2 separate regions of the Callithrix jacchus genome follow, and region 1 is linked to region 2. Evidence: chromatin contacts called from public Hi-C data. All regions are on one chromosome and are shown on one strand. The core of a region is the stretch at or near the end of the contact, and the rest is flanking DNA. Distances in the headings are between cores, read along the strand shown.

The links. Hi-C and Micro-C count contacts between places; a contact is called where the count stands out from the background.
Region 1: a contact with region 2 is called in a Hi-C map of induced pluripotent stem cells, with 2.9 times the contacts expected there. The contact joins the enhancer-like site here to the promoter of STK32B in region 2. A contact is called at or near these places in 2 of 3 Hi-C or Micro-C datasets (induced pluripotent stem cells and skeletal muscle).

Annotation. Positions count from the first base shown.
Region 1 is chr3:185,345,356-185,351,770 of calJac240_pri, reverse strand. It overlaps STK32B (serine/threonine kinase 32B), which reads right to left. Exons shown (of 12, transcript XM_002746002.5): 2 at 2,317-2,372. Among named protein-coding and RNA genes, the nearest start is that of STK32B, 95 kb to the right of the region's middle. Within about 2 kb of position 4,405, at least 2 of the 16 cell types and tissues checked have an H3K27ac peak or open chromatin away from gene starts, as enhancers often do.
Region 2 is chr3:185,251,015-185,257,008 of calJac240_pri, reverse strand. It overlaps STK32B (serine/threonine kinase 32B), which reads right to left and starts at 3,807. Exons shown (of 12, transcript XM_002746002.5): 1 at 3,429-3,807. The coding sequence starts at 3,480.

The sequences.
Region 1 (6,415 bases), core at 3,156-5,655, 94 kb before region 2:
AAAATACTTCCCATGGAAGAAGAGATGTTTCCCGGGAATAGAGCTGATCACTGAACATACCGGTCCATACAACTGTCTACCCCATCAGACGATGAGTTTCTGGTCAGTTGGGACCACGTCTTACTCAACTTTGCTCCCAAGCAGCGAGCACAAGAATGGTTAGTATATTGGATATTCCCAAAGGCGCTTTTGTGTGCCCACCCGAGCTGTCCTCCTGCCCTACTCTACTGGGAGAACTTGTCTCCCAACTACAGGCTGAAAATTGAAGATGCTTAGTTTCCCAGCATCCTCAGCAGCAAGGGGCGTCATGCGACCAATTATAGCCAATGAAACAGAAGGAGTTGGCTGGGAGGTTCCGGGAGGGAAGTCCTTCTCTAACAAAGTCACAGAAGTGAGGAGCCGTTGTGTGAAGATGTGATACACAGAACTCGGCAACCTCTAAACCATTAGGTAGGAAGCCTGAGGAGAAAATCTCATCCCACTGAGGGAAGTGGAACGGGTGGATGAACAGTGTCCAGACCTGTGATGACATCAGACAGCCTCTGGGCTACTGCAGAGACCCCCCTACCTATGGACCACTTGATTTGGTGGCACTTTCAAAATATATTCAAAATCTGACTCTCTCTCTCACCAGTCCCAGTACTGCCACATGCCCCAGGCCACCACCTCTTCTCCCCACAGGGTTCCCTGCTGCTGCTGTGGCCCCTCCCAGGCTATTCTCTGCACTGGCAGCCAAAGTGAACTTCTATGAACTTCTACAAACAGATCGTGCCACTGCTCCCCCAGGACCCCCTTATCCTTCTCTTCTCACTTTGTGAAACAGCCAAAGCCTTTACCGTACAGATGAAGTCCTCCACGATCCGGGCCTCGCCGACTTGACTGACCTCACCTTGCACCACTCCCATAGCCTGGAAGCCCCTCAAAGACACAGAGCACACTCCCTTCTGTGAAATCTGCACTGAAAGTTCCCTCCTCCTGGAACCTGCCTGTCTTCCTCCTTCGCTTCCTTCAGGTCTCTGCTCACATGCCATCTTATCATCAAGGATGTCCCTGACACCCTGTATGAGAGCACTGTCCTGCAAAACCATCTATGCCATGGAACTGCTCTATAACCTGAGCTTCCAATACAGTAGCCACTGGCCACATGTGAAATGCAGCCAGTGTGCTGTGGAACTGAATTGTTATCATTTTACTTAATGTTAATTAATTTAAATTTAAATATCCACGTGTGGTTAGTGGCTACCCTATTGATAGCTCAGCTCTACAAAATAGCAGCTTCTCCCTGCCACTCTCCCATAACTCCACGTTCCCCTTAGCTTACCGTATTTTAATGCACTTATCATTATCTAATGTACCATAAAGGTGTATAATTATGTTTCTCATCTCTCTCGTGTTTTAAATGTAAGCCCCACCAGAAAAGACATCTGGGTCTGTTTTGGTTACTCCGGAATGACAGAGTCTAAAGCAGTGCCTAGAACAGGGTTTGCATTCAATTAGTACACATGGACTGGGTTAGTAAATGCAGCAAAGGAGGGAAGGAGGTTGTCTTGGTCTATCCAGCTTCTTAGGTCACATGTCTCGTGTAGCTCTGCGAGTTTTAAATAGTCTAACCAAGAGTGTGTGGGTTGCTGAAATAGCAGGTGCCTGGTCAGCCTTCAGTTCAAATCCCACTTATGACACTTCCTGCCTATGTGGCCCCTGCTCCATCTTTCTGAGCTGCACAGACTAAGTTTTACATCTAAGCTTTTCCATCTGTAAAATAAAAAGAACAATAGTTCTGAAAAAAATGTAACAGAATATCTGGCATTCAGTAGATTCTCAAAGCAATTATTGCACCCTCAAAATTTCTGAGTATGTGAGAACAGACTGGGCTTGATTGGGGGAATATTTTGGTTTTCTAAAAACTCCTGCCATCTTCTAGTCTTCTACACCCTTTCACCAAAAACAGTCAAAGATCACAAACTTTCCAAAACAATAAATGTCTACATTGCTAGAAAGAGCTGCCTTTGTGAGGTTTATGGGTTTTTTTTCCCTACTTTCCTGACTTAGATTCTCAAGGAACAAATGGCAGTGGCAATCTTGAAATAATTGCCACTGTAATTCACCTAAGCCAGGGCTGTCGTGGTAATGTAATTTTTCAGAGTAAAATTACACCGGACCCAAAGGAAACTATTTAGACTTCTTTTCGCATTCCAAATTTGTCAAATCGAAATCTTACTGTCAAACAGGATATCCCCAGTGCCCAGCAACTAACACACAGACACACAAATATACAGACACACTTAAGCCCAGTGGTCTAGGCATTCATATTCTTACCTTTCCAAAACTCCCTTTACCAATGGCCCGCAGAATCTGAAAATGGTCAAAGTTGACTGCAAAAGAAAAAAAAAAACAAAGGACACGAGTCAGATTTGCTAAAGCTTGTATTGCCCCTTAAATATCCTTACCTAGCTCCCCACCCGCCTATTCCAAAGGCTCCTGGGTCACGTGTGCCATACTTGCCAGACCAGCTGTCCATCCTTGAATGGATCCACAAGGGAACTTGCGGCACATTCCATTTTCTCCCCATCACACACATTGCCCATCTCAAGCCTTCCCTTCACACCATGCTTCCTGATGGGGCTCTGCATTCCTGCTGCTTCACTCTCCACCCCACTCTGCCTGGCTTCTACCTGCTTCCCTACACCAAGACAGGCCAACAACGTACGGCCTTGCCGGTAAATCCCATGGCATCCTCGCCTCCTTTGACCTGTCCGCTCTCTCAGTGCTGCCTTCCACACTTCACTTCCCTCTGCACACACAGCCTTGTCCTCCCAGGCGGTAAATACTGGAGTCTGTCAAGCCTTTGTCCTATAACCATTCTCTTGTCAAGGGCTCCAAAGGCTGCAATGACCACCCAATTGGCAGTGAATCTTCAGTGTGTCTCTGGCTTTGTCTGTAGGTGTTAATGCCTGCCCCATGGGTCCTCATGGAGGTTCCAAAGCCACTGTGAACTCCACAGATCCAAAGCAGAATGAGGATGAGTGGTCTCCACATTCACCGACCGTACCCACACAAAACCCAGGACTCGTTCTTGACTCCTTTCTCCCCCTCCCCCATATCCAATCTTTCACTGGGTAGCTCCACGTCATCTGTGCACTGTCTCTCACACCCACCCACCCCTATGGCCACTCCTCTGGTCTAACCCACCATCTTCTGTCTCCTGGACCACTATGGTGGCATCCCAACATCCTCACCCAACTCTTCCACTCAGGGAAATGTGTGAGGAGCTGAGTGATCTTGCTTGTGCTTTGCTTCCTCCCCTCCGATGCCCGCTCCATTGCTCTCAGGGGAAAGAGCAAATCCTTCCCCAAGAATGCAGGGTTCCAGCTGCTTCTCCTGCCTCCCCTCCCTGCTTATTCCCATCACCTACTACCAGACGTGAGAGCAGCCACTTCCAGGCCGTTAGTGCTCTCCTGCTGGCCCTACCCTTATTCTCTCTGCATCCCCAGAAGCCTACCCTCACCCTCCAGACTAAGTCTGGCTCCCTACGAAACACTCTCATAGCACTGTGGAACTTTCCCCCAAAATACACGGCTTTGTATAATTTTACCTTTGTATATTTCATTAAGTTCACTTTTCCCTACTACACTCTAAGCTCCCTGACTTCAGGGGCCATGTTTATTTTCTGTTGTACCCTTAGCACTCAGCACAGTGTTTAGTACACAGTTAGTGTTCAATAAATATTCATTAACAGAATGAATGATTGACTGAACTAATCTCCGTATTCATAGCGCCAAACACAACTCCTGGTACATAATAAGTGTTCGGTAAATATTTTTGAATTAGACTGAATTACAGCCAGTTTCCAATAACTAGAAAAGACATGTTATTTAGGAAAAAATGAAGCGAATTGATTAGTTCACCACACATAATGGAAGCAAGAATGTGAGGAAGTAAATGAATACAATTAGTTCCTTGTATATTAAACTTAGGCAATGGAGGATAATTATGTTGAGCGGTGCCCCTGCCAAGCCAAGGTCAGAATCCTGCATGCGATCACATGCCTAACGTGCTTAGAATAGAGAGACAGGGTTAATGGTTAACTTACTAAAACCTTGGTTCTTTGACTCAGATTTATTTCCTGTCAGAATAACTTGCCAAGAAAGAAATTCCGTATTTTCACCTCTTACTCACTCACCAAAGGTCAGAGAAGAGGAAAAAAGCAATGAGCTTGGACTGCAGCTTGTTATGTAACCAGAAGCATGCTGGGAAATGCACATATCCCATCCAGAAGCTCCTGAGGTCCCCACAGGGCAGGTACCACTGTCAGGACCTCAAATCAGCAATGAACATCACGGGTTCCCTGAAGGTACCAGCTGCCACACGCTGCCATATCTTTGTGCTGCTGTTCCCCTTGCCTGCAAGACCGTTTCTCCAACACTCCTTATTTTGGGAAAGACTTTTCACTGGCCTTCGACATGCAGCTCATACACTTGCTCTCTTGTGAAGCTTTTCCCCAACCCCCAACTAACCATTTCTTTCCTTAGAGGTAACGCTGAACCTTCTGCAGACACCTAACAGTTTGTGGGGAACTTGCTCCTGAGTCAGACTGCTTAGGTCCACCCAGTCAGTGTGTCCTTAGCCTCTGAGGTGGCTGGATTGGAGGTGAGGTACATTCTCATTTGTAGAACAGGGAAAATGGAGCCTACCTTCCATAAAGAGCTCAGAATTGTGCCTGGCACACTACAATCTTTCAGAAAGTGCTGGCTCTTTGTGTTGGGGGGTGAGGAGCAGTCCCCTCCCTCTTTTCTGGTTCCTACCAGTTGGGATATTGCCCTACATATCGGTGGCCTCTTGCTCCATCCAAGGTGGTACACGTTATCCCAGCGGTGAACTGGAAAAGAAATGGGACTGGCGTATTGATGTTCACTGTGCCCTCTCTGTGGAGTCTGTCTGACTTCTGGCAATGACCTCTCTTCGGCTCCTTCTTGCCAGAAGCTTTTCAGGACCAGCTGCCATGTGGAGACGTCTATGGGGTCCAGATTTGACATTGGTCAGGTGGAAAAGTCCAGCTAATTCTGGGCTTCAGCATTAAGGAGCGCATGATTCCTGCCTTCCTGAGTTACGGTCCTTCGCTTTATCACTCTAAAGATGAGACTTGGTTCTCCATCAGCCTTCCTCTCCATCTTGTCTCCTAACTGGAGGAAGGTGTTAATTACTGAGCAAATGGTCAAATGCCAAAAGCCATTATTACCTTAAAAATTAGTGTTATCACATCGTAAATATTCCCACTCATCCATATCCCCTACAAAATTGTGGGCTCCTTTGAGGAAACTAACAGAATGTATGGGGCAAAAAGGCTCTTAATGAATGCTTGTCTGCTTATTGGACTAGATTGGATTTAGGTGACTGTGAGCACACAGCCTGTGGTTCCTGTGAATTTGGCATTTCTCTGGGGTTTACTACACTTACACCTACGTAATAGCACCTAAAAGGAGACACTTGGAATAAGCTGAAAGTTAACACTTGGTTGATAAACAGATTAAAATGGCTTCAGTCAATGAAAATGCCAAGCCAACAATGGGTCCTAGAATCACACTGTCGCCTGAGGCTGTTTGCCCAGAGTAGGAAGAGTTGGAGGGGGGATGATAGAGGGTTGAAGAGTGGTTACTTTGGGTGACCATCTTGTCCTGGTTTCCTTGGGATCTTTCTGGTTTTAGCCTGGGAAGTCCTGCATCCTTGCAAACTGCCCTGTTTGGGGAACACCAGATGGGCACCCTTGGTTTCTGATCTTGAACCCATTCCATCTGAAGAAGCTGCAAGAACTGCTTGGGCTGGCAGAGTGATTGGATTAGAGGTGAGGTACATCCTTGAAAAGTGGTGTCTCACCACCAGACTCGGAGAGAGTTGCAAAGGGTAATACTGCTGAAAGTGTACCACTGGGGTAGAAACGGGCAAAGCATTGCTGCAACGGCAAAGACAAGGAGTGTCAGTGTCCTTGCCAAAAGCACAAGGACAGTGGCACCTGCCTTGCCAGCCATCATGAAGACAATGAAACAACACATTGGGGGTGCTATTTGCTCAGCCAGGCTAACTTTTCCCTTCTTTCTTGATAAAAAAAACCCCCAGCTCTCTTTAGGGATCACTGTGGCCAGCCCCAGGCAATGAATGATAAGTTGCCCATCCCCAGAAAAGTCATAATTGATCAAATCCAGTGGCATTTTCAGAATCACCTGGAACCTTGTTAAGATAGATCAGTGGGTACCACCTCCAGAGTTCACCTGAGTTTCTAAGGAGGCATTAAAAATTTGCAATTCTAAGAAGTTTCTAGGTGGCGCTGATGGTTATGGGACTGCACTTTGGGAACTACCAATCTAATTAATCTGGACAATTGTATTCTCCACCTTTCCAGCCACTGTGCAGCCAGCAATGA
Region 2 (5,994 bases), core at 2,558-5,057:
CCCTTTGTTTTTGTTTTTTTTTTTAAAAAAAGCACTTAATGTTGCTTTTCCATCATTTGCAACTGGAGGAGGTTCAGCTAACATACCAAATCTTAGATGCCATCCACAGTAAAGCCACCATGATTTTCTGCACCACTTAGAAAAAAGAAACGCTGCCAATGAATCTGTGCCATGATCCTTTCTCTGCTTACGACGTGTCACGGGAGCATGACCAGCTATGACCACTTGCACACAATGAGTTAAACTCTTGTCATAAGAATGTGGATGACGGTCCTGTCACAATTACACAATGGCAAGTTTTTAGCTGTGGTTTAGCATCAAAGTACTTAAAAATCAGACTTCTTCTGGTCTGGCAGGTGTTTGCATCTTCAGCCTTCAACCACACAATGACCATGGTTTGGGAGAGCTTGCTTGTTCACTGGACCATGTCACTCCCTGCTTAAAACCCTTCAGTGACTCCAAAATCAAGTCACCATGGCCACTGGCCCTTTGAGGCCAGCCAGGTATTCAGCGTTCATCTTTTGTGCCTTCCAGCTTCACACTCCACAATGCAGGACTACTAAACCCCCTCAATCCCCCCCGCCCGACATGAGCCTGGCTTACTCTTTACTATCTGCCTTTGCACATATTCTTCCCTTTCTCTGAAACATCCTTCCCCGCCCACCCCCCAATCACCCACTTCTTCCCCCGGGTAACTCCTGCCGTTTCTGCAAGATTCCAGTCTAAAAGAGGGAGGAGACCTTTTCAGATCCCTCCTCCCCACTCTAAGTTAGGGACCCTCCTCCTGGGTATCAGAGTCACCTGAGCTCACCCACGCCAGGGCACTTACACACCCTATGTTGTCCTGGTGGTTTACTTGCTCTGGGAGGGAGCTCCTTAATTGTTAGTATTTTGCCTTCATCCTCTTCAGTCCCGGTGCCCTGCACAGGGACTGACATGATCAGTAAATGTCTATGAAATAAACGAGTTGGTTGGTGGCAAGTAACACTGCTTTCCCTGTACTAGGAAATGTGTGAGAAACATACTGGCAAAAATCAAACAAGTTAATGTTTCACGGGACTGGAAGCTAGCAAAATGAGAAGAGCCCTAACCCGGTATTTCTTTTGTTTGTTTGTTTATTTATTTATTTGAGACAAGTTTCACTCTTGGTGCCCAGGCTGGAGTGCAATGGTGCAATCCCGTCTCACTGAAACATCCATCTTTTGGGTTTAAGTGATTCTCCTGCCCCAGCCTCCCTAGTAACTGTGATTACAGGTGCCCACCACCATGCCCAGCTAATTTTTGTATTTTTAGTAGAGACAGCGTTTCACCATGTTGGTGAGGCTGGCCTCGAACTCCTGACCTTATGTGATCCGCCTGCCTCAAAAGTGCTGGGATCACGGGCATGAGCCACCATGCCCCACCTCCTAACCTTGTATTTAACAGGCAAATAACCTTAGGCCCAATCTGCTTGTAGAATGAGGAACAGGAACAAGAAAATCAAAAGGTTGGCTACACCAGAGATAACTAGTTTGCCAATGAATATTTTCAAGCTGGGGATAAGGGACAGAGACAGTTCTCAATATAAGGGTGGCAAATGTCCTCTGTAAATAAAAGAGAAAGATGCCAGGAAAATTACCAAAAGCATGACCTTTGACCCTAGAATCACAAACCCCTGCTATCGAGGGTGATGCTGCATGGTGTTCAAACTCTTCCTGGGACACACAGGAGCCTGCATTACCTCCGTGCCTACCTCTCCTCTGTCCACAGCTGGCTCCTTACCCGCACAGGCTCCAGACTAAAGACCAGAAAAAGCCGGGGCCTGTCTGTGCCCCCACGACCCTGCACTGGTTTCTCAAAGCCCTTATCACCATGGATGGTCATTCAGGGCTATTAGACTAAGGACTCCTTTAAGCAAGGATCGCATGGGCCTTACAGAGCAGGTGCTCACTTAACCTTGACTGTGTTCATCTGTCTTTTTGGGAAGGGCTGTCCAGGTGGGCATCTGAGTAGCACTCACCGTTTTGGGAGTTCTAGAAGCCATCCGTGATCTATGCGCATGAGCCAATGCCCTGGGCAATGGTGACAGGCACAGCTTTCAAAGCAGATCGTCCTGCCTCAAGGCCAGCTCTACTTACCAGCTATGATCAGGACAGTTTATGTACTGTTTTTGAGACTCAGTCTCGCTCTGTCGCCCAGGCTGGAGTGCAGTGGCGCGATCTCGGCTCACCACAACCTCTGCCTCCCAGGTTCAAGTGATTCTCCTGTCTTAGCCTCCTAAGTAGCTGGGATTACAGGCACCTGCCACCATGCCTGGCTAATTTTGTGCATATTTAGTAGAGATGGGGTTTCAACATGTTGAAAAAGAGGACAGCCCCCTTTCTAAGGCAGTCACCTCAAGAGGCATGAAAAGGATTGAGTGAACACTATGTGTTAGCATGCCTGGAACATAGTAAGTGCTCACTAAGTCTCAGCTCTTATCTGGGGCACAGTGGAGACTGCGAGTCAGCACAACAGGAAACCAGCTTTGAGAAGCAGAGGGCTCTTCACAGATAATAAACGCACAGCTCAGTACTGCTTGCATTTATAAGGCACTTTTCACGTGCATTACTAATAGTTAAGCTTCAAACAGCCCTATAAAGTAGCAACTGATATCATAACTCTCATTCCATAGGTAAAGAGACTGATGTTTCAGAGAGGCGAAGTAAGTTTTCCAGAGACACGCCACACTGGGAAGAGGGTTCTGCTAGTCCAAATACTGAGCTCTATTGACCTGAACCGCAAGGACCCAGCCAGGAAGTTTAGATGCGGTTGGACAGCCTGCACCACTGCTGCACCGGGGAGGCTGCGGAAAGAAATCAGGACGCCTTCCTCGGGGCCACAGAGTTTAGCAAAGAAAAGTTTCCCTGGGCTGTCCTGGGTGATTGAGGACAGCTGCATCCAACAGGCCCTTACACGAGACCAAATGCTTCGTGGGCACACACACGCACACGAGCGCGCGGGGACACACACACACGCACACGGTACAATCCGCCCACCCAGGCCACCTCCGTCAGCCTCAGGCTCTCAAAGAAACCTCAGCTTCCTGGGTAGCCCAAGCCTAGAAACCTCCTGACCGGCCTCCGAAGTCAACTCCTCCCTTCCACAACCCCAAGTGCAGGTTTCAGGTTCGCCTCTCTGAAGCCGCCTCCCCAGCCCCGCACTGGGCACCGTCCCGACCCCTACAGGGCACTGGGTGCCGAGGAGTTCCCTGGGCAGAATTGCCGCGCCTGGCACGGAGCCGGGCACACTCTGCCGGAGCTGGGCGAAGTGGCCGAGCCTGGGTCCCCGCGCCGGGCAGCACGCGGCGCCCAGCAGGACTCGGCCGAGGGTGACGGAGGCAGGGGAGGCCCAGCCCCTGTCCGAGCGGGGCGGCGCGTGGCGGGAAGTGGCGCCCCACGCCCTCTTACCTTCCTCATTCTCGTCAAACACGGGGGGCTTGTGGGAGTGGTTCCCGCCCATATTCCGCCGCTGCTGCCGCTGCTACATGCCCGTCCGCGGGGACGCGGGATGCAGGATGCGAGATGCAGGATGCGGGATGCCGGATGCGGGGAGCGCGCCCAGCTCAGGTTGTAGCCGCGCGCGGAGCTCCAGGGGGCCGAGCGCCGCGCAGGGGCGGGACGGCGGCTCCCTCCTCCCTGGCGCCCCTCAGACTGCGCTCGCAGGGACCTCGCCCCAGCCCAGCCCTCTGCCCTGCCCCGCCCCGGGCTGCGCTCGCAGGTCCTCACGCCGGCGCCCGCCAGCGAACCCGGGAGCTCCTAGCGCCGGGGCCAACGTGCCGCGCTCCTCGCCGGCTACAGCAGGCGGGCGGGAGACGCGAGGCGGCGCGGGAGGCGGGGCGGGAGCGGGGAGGAGGGGACGCGCGGAGGCCGCGCGCGGGGGGCGGCGGCGGGGCAGAGGGGGCTGAGACCCGGATCGGCCCGAGGAGTCTGAATCCCTGCTTGGCCTCCTCCCTCGGTCGCAGTTGGGTCCCTCCAGGCAGTAATGGTTGGTCAGCACCCACCCTGGCCAGGCCCCGGCAACGCGCTTTGTTAGCGCCATCCTACATCCGCTCCCAACAACCCAGCTATAAGAAAGCGTCGTTCCTATTGAGAAGCGCATAGACGGAGGTCCAGAGGGAAAGAGGCTCTTAGGTCTGTGGTTAGTCGGCCCTGGCTGCGAAGGGGGTCCCAGGGCTCTCCGCTGGGCTGTATTTGCGCATTAGTGTTGGGACGGGCAGTGCAGTGTCTTCTGGCTCTCCAGCCGACACGGCTCCTCTTAAGGTTCCTCCCAGTGTTTCATGAATGAAAGTATCTAGACCCACTGGAACTAATCTGACCCCTTCATTGTACATGGAGAAACTGAGGCCCAAGAGAGCCGTCGTTTGCCCCAAATCATTCTCCCAGGGAATGGCTGAGCATGAGTCTCGGGATTCCCCCAAAATTGGGCAGCATCGGCGTCCGATGTAGGGGCAAGGCTGGCATCTGGGTCTCTGGGCTCCCGCGGCGGGAGATACGTGCCACGGTTGCGGGTGCCTAGTACAGGGTGCGGCAGATGCGCCCCGAGGCTTGTAGGGCGAGCGCGGGTTCCCAGTACGCTCCCTGAGGGACAGGCAGGATCCCCCTGCCTTGCAATCCTGCGGGCCCAGCTCTCCGGACTGCGGGGAATCTTTGGCTACATCCTGCCATCTGCTGGGCGCATGGAACCACTGTCCGTGCTCTGATAGAAAGCACGTGCAGGGGATCTTTGTGAGTCTCTCCATCCCTGTCTCGCCCTCCAGTCCCGGTCCCCTTCCTGGTCTCTCTTTCCAGTTCTCTCCCCGTCTTTCTTTTTCTTGGAGGAAGGGTAAGGGAAGCCGGGGAGCCTAATACAGAAAAAAAAAAAAAAAAAAAAAACCTCCCTAAGGCAATGGGAAAGAACTGAGAAGGTCTGAGGCAGGCCCAGCCAGCATGACCCAAAGCTGGTTCTACCATTTACTGGCAGTGTGTCCCACCTTGGGGTTCTCATCTGCTAAATGGGCTGGTTGATATTAACTCCCTGGGCTGGCTGTGAGAATTCTATCAGGTAATATTTATGAAAGCAGGCAACAGTGCCTGGCATATAAGAAATGATCACTGAAGTGTGTGGCCAGGACAGGCAATGTCCTGAGCACAGACATGGCCCCTAGCTCAAGAAGAGAGGGAGGAATGTGGACAGGCATGGGCTCTGGGCTCATTCTACCCAGGTTTCATTCTGTTTTGCCCCTCGTTAGCCCATTAACTTGGGTACATTGCTTAACCTCTTCTGGACTCAGTTTCTTCATCTGTAAAATGGTGCTAATAAGAGTACTTTGCCTTTCTAAAGTCGTTATGAAGAATATATGAATTGATATTGTGCCATGCTGGGCATGATGGCTCACACCTGTAATCCCAGCACTTTGAAGGGCCAAGGCGGTTAGATCACTTGAAGTCAAGAGTTTGAGACCAGCCTGGCCAACGCGAAGAAACCCTGTCTCTACTTAAAATACAAAACTTAGCCAGGTGTGGTGGCATGTACTTGTAATCCCAGCTACTCAGGAGGCTGAGGCAGGAGAATTGCCTGAACTCAGGAGGCGGAGGTTGCGATGAGCCAAGATCACACCATTGCACTCCAGTCTGGGTAACAAGAGCGAAACTCCATCCCCCCCCCCAAAAAAAGGCATAAGCATCAGGAAGAGAGGGTGCTGGAGCCAAGACTGGAAGGGCAAAGAGGAATCACTGGGTAGGAAGAAGGAAGGGGGCTGCCAGTGCAAAGTTCTCCAGGCCTAGAGAGTGGGAGACTTTGCAGAAGCTGGGCGAAGGTCCACGTGGCTGGAATCAGTCTTGAAGTGCAGTGTACAGTGACGGCGAGCACGTGTATTGAGAGTTCTCTGCCTGTCCAGTTCTGTGCTAACCCTTTGCAGCATACTAGGACCTCCAGCAACCCTTCACTCTTCTGCTCCCCATCTAGAGGATATGCCAGGCCCTGGTACTTCAAAAG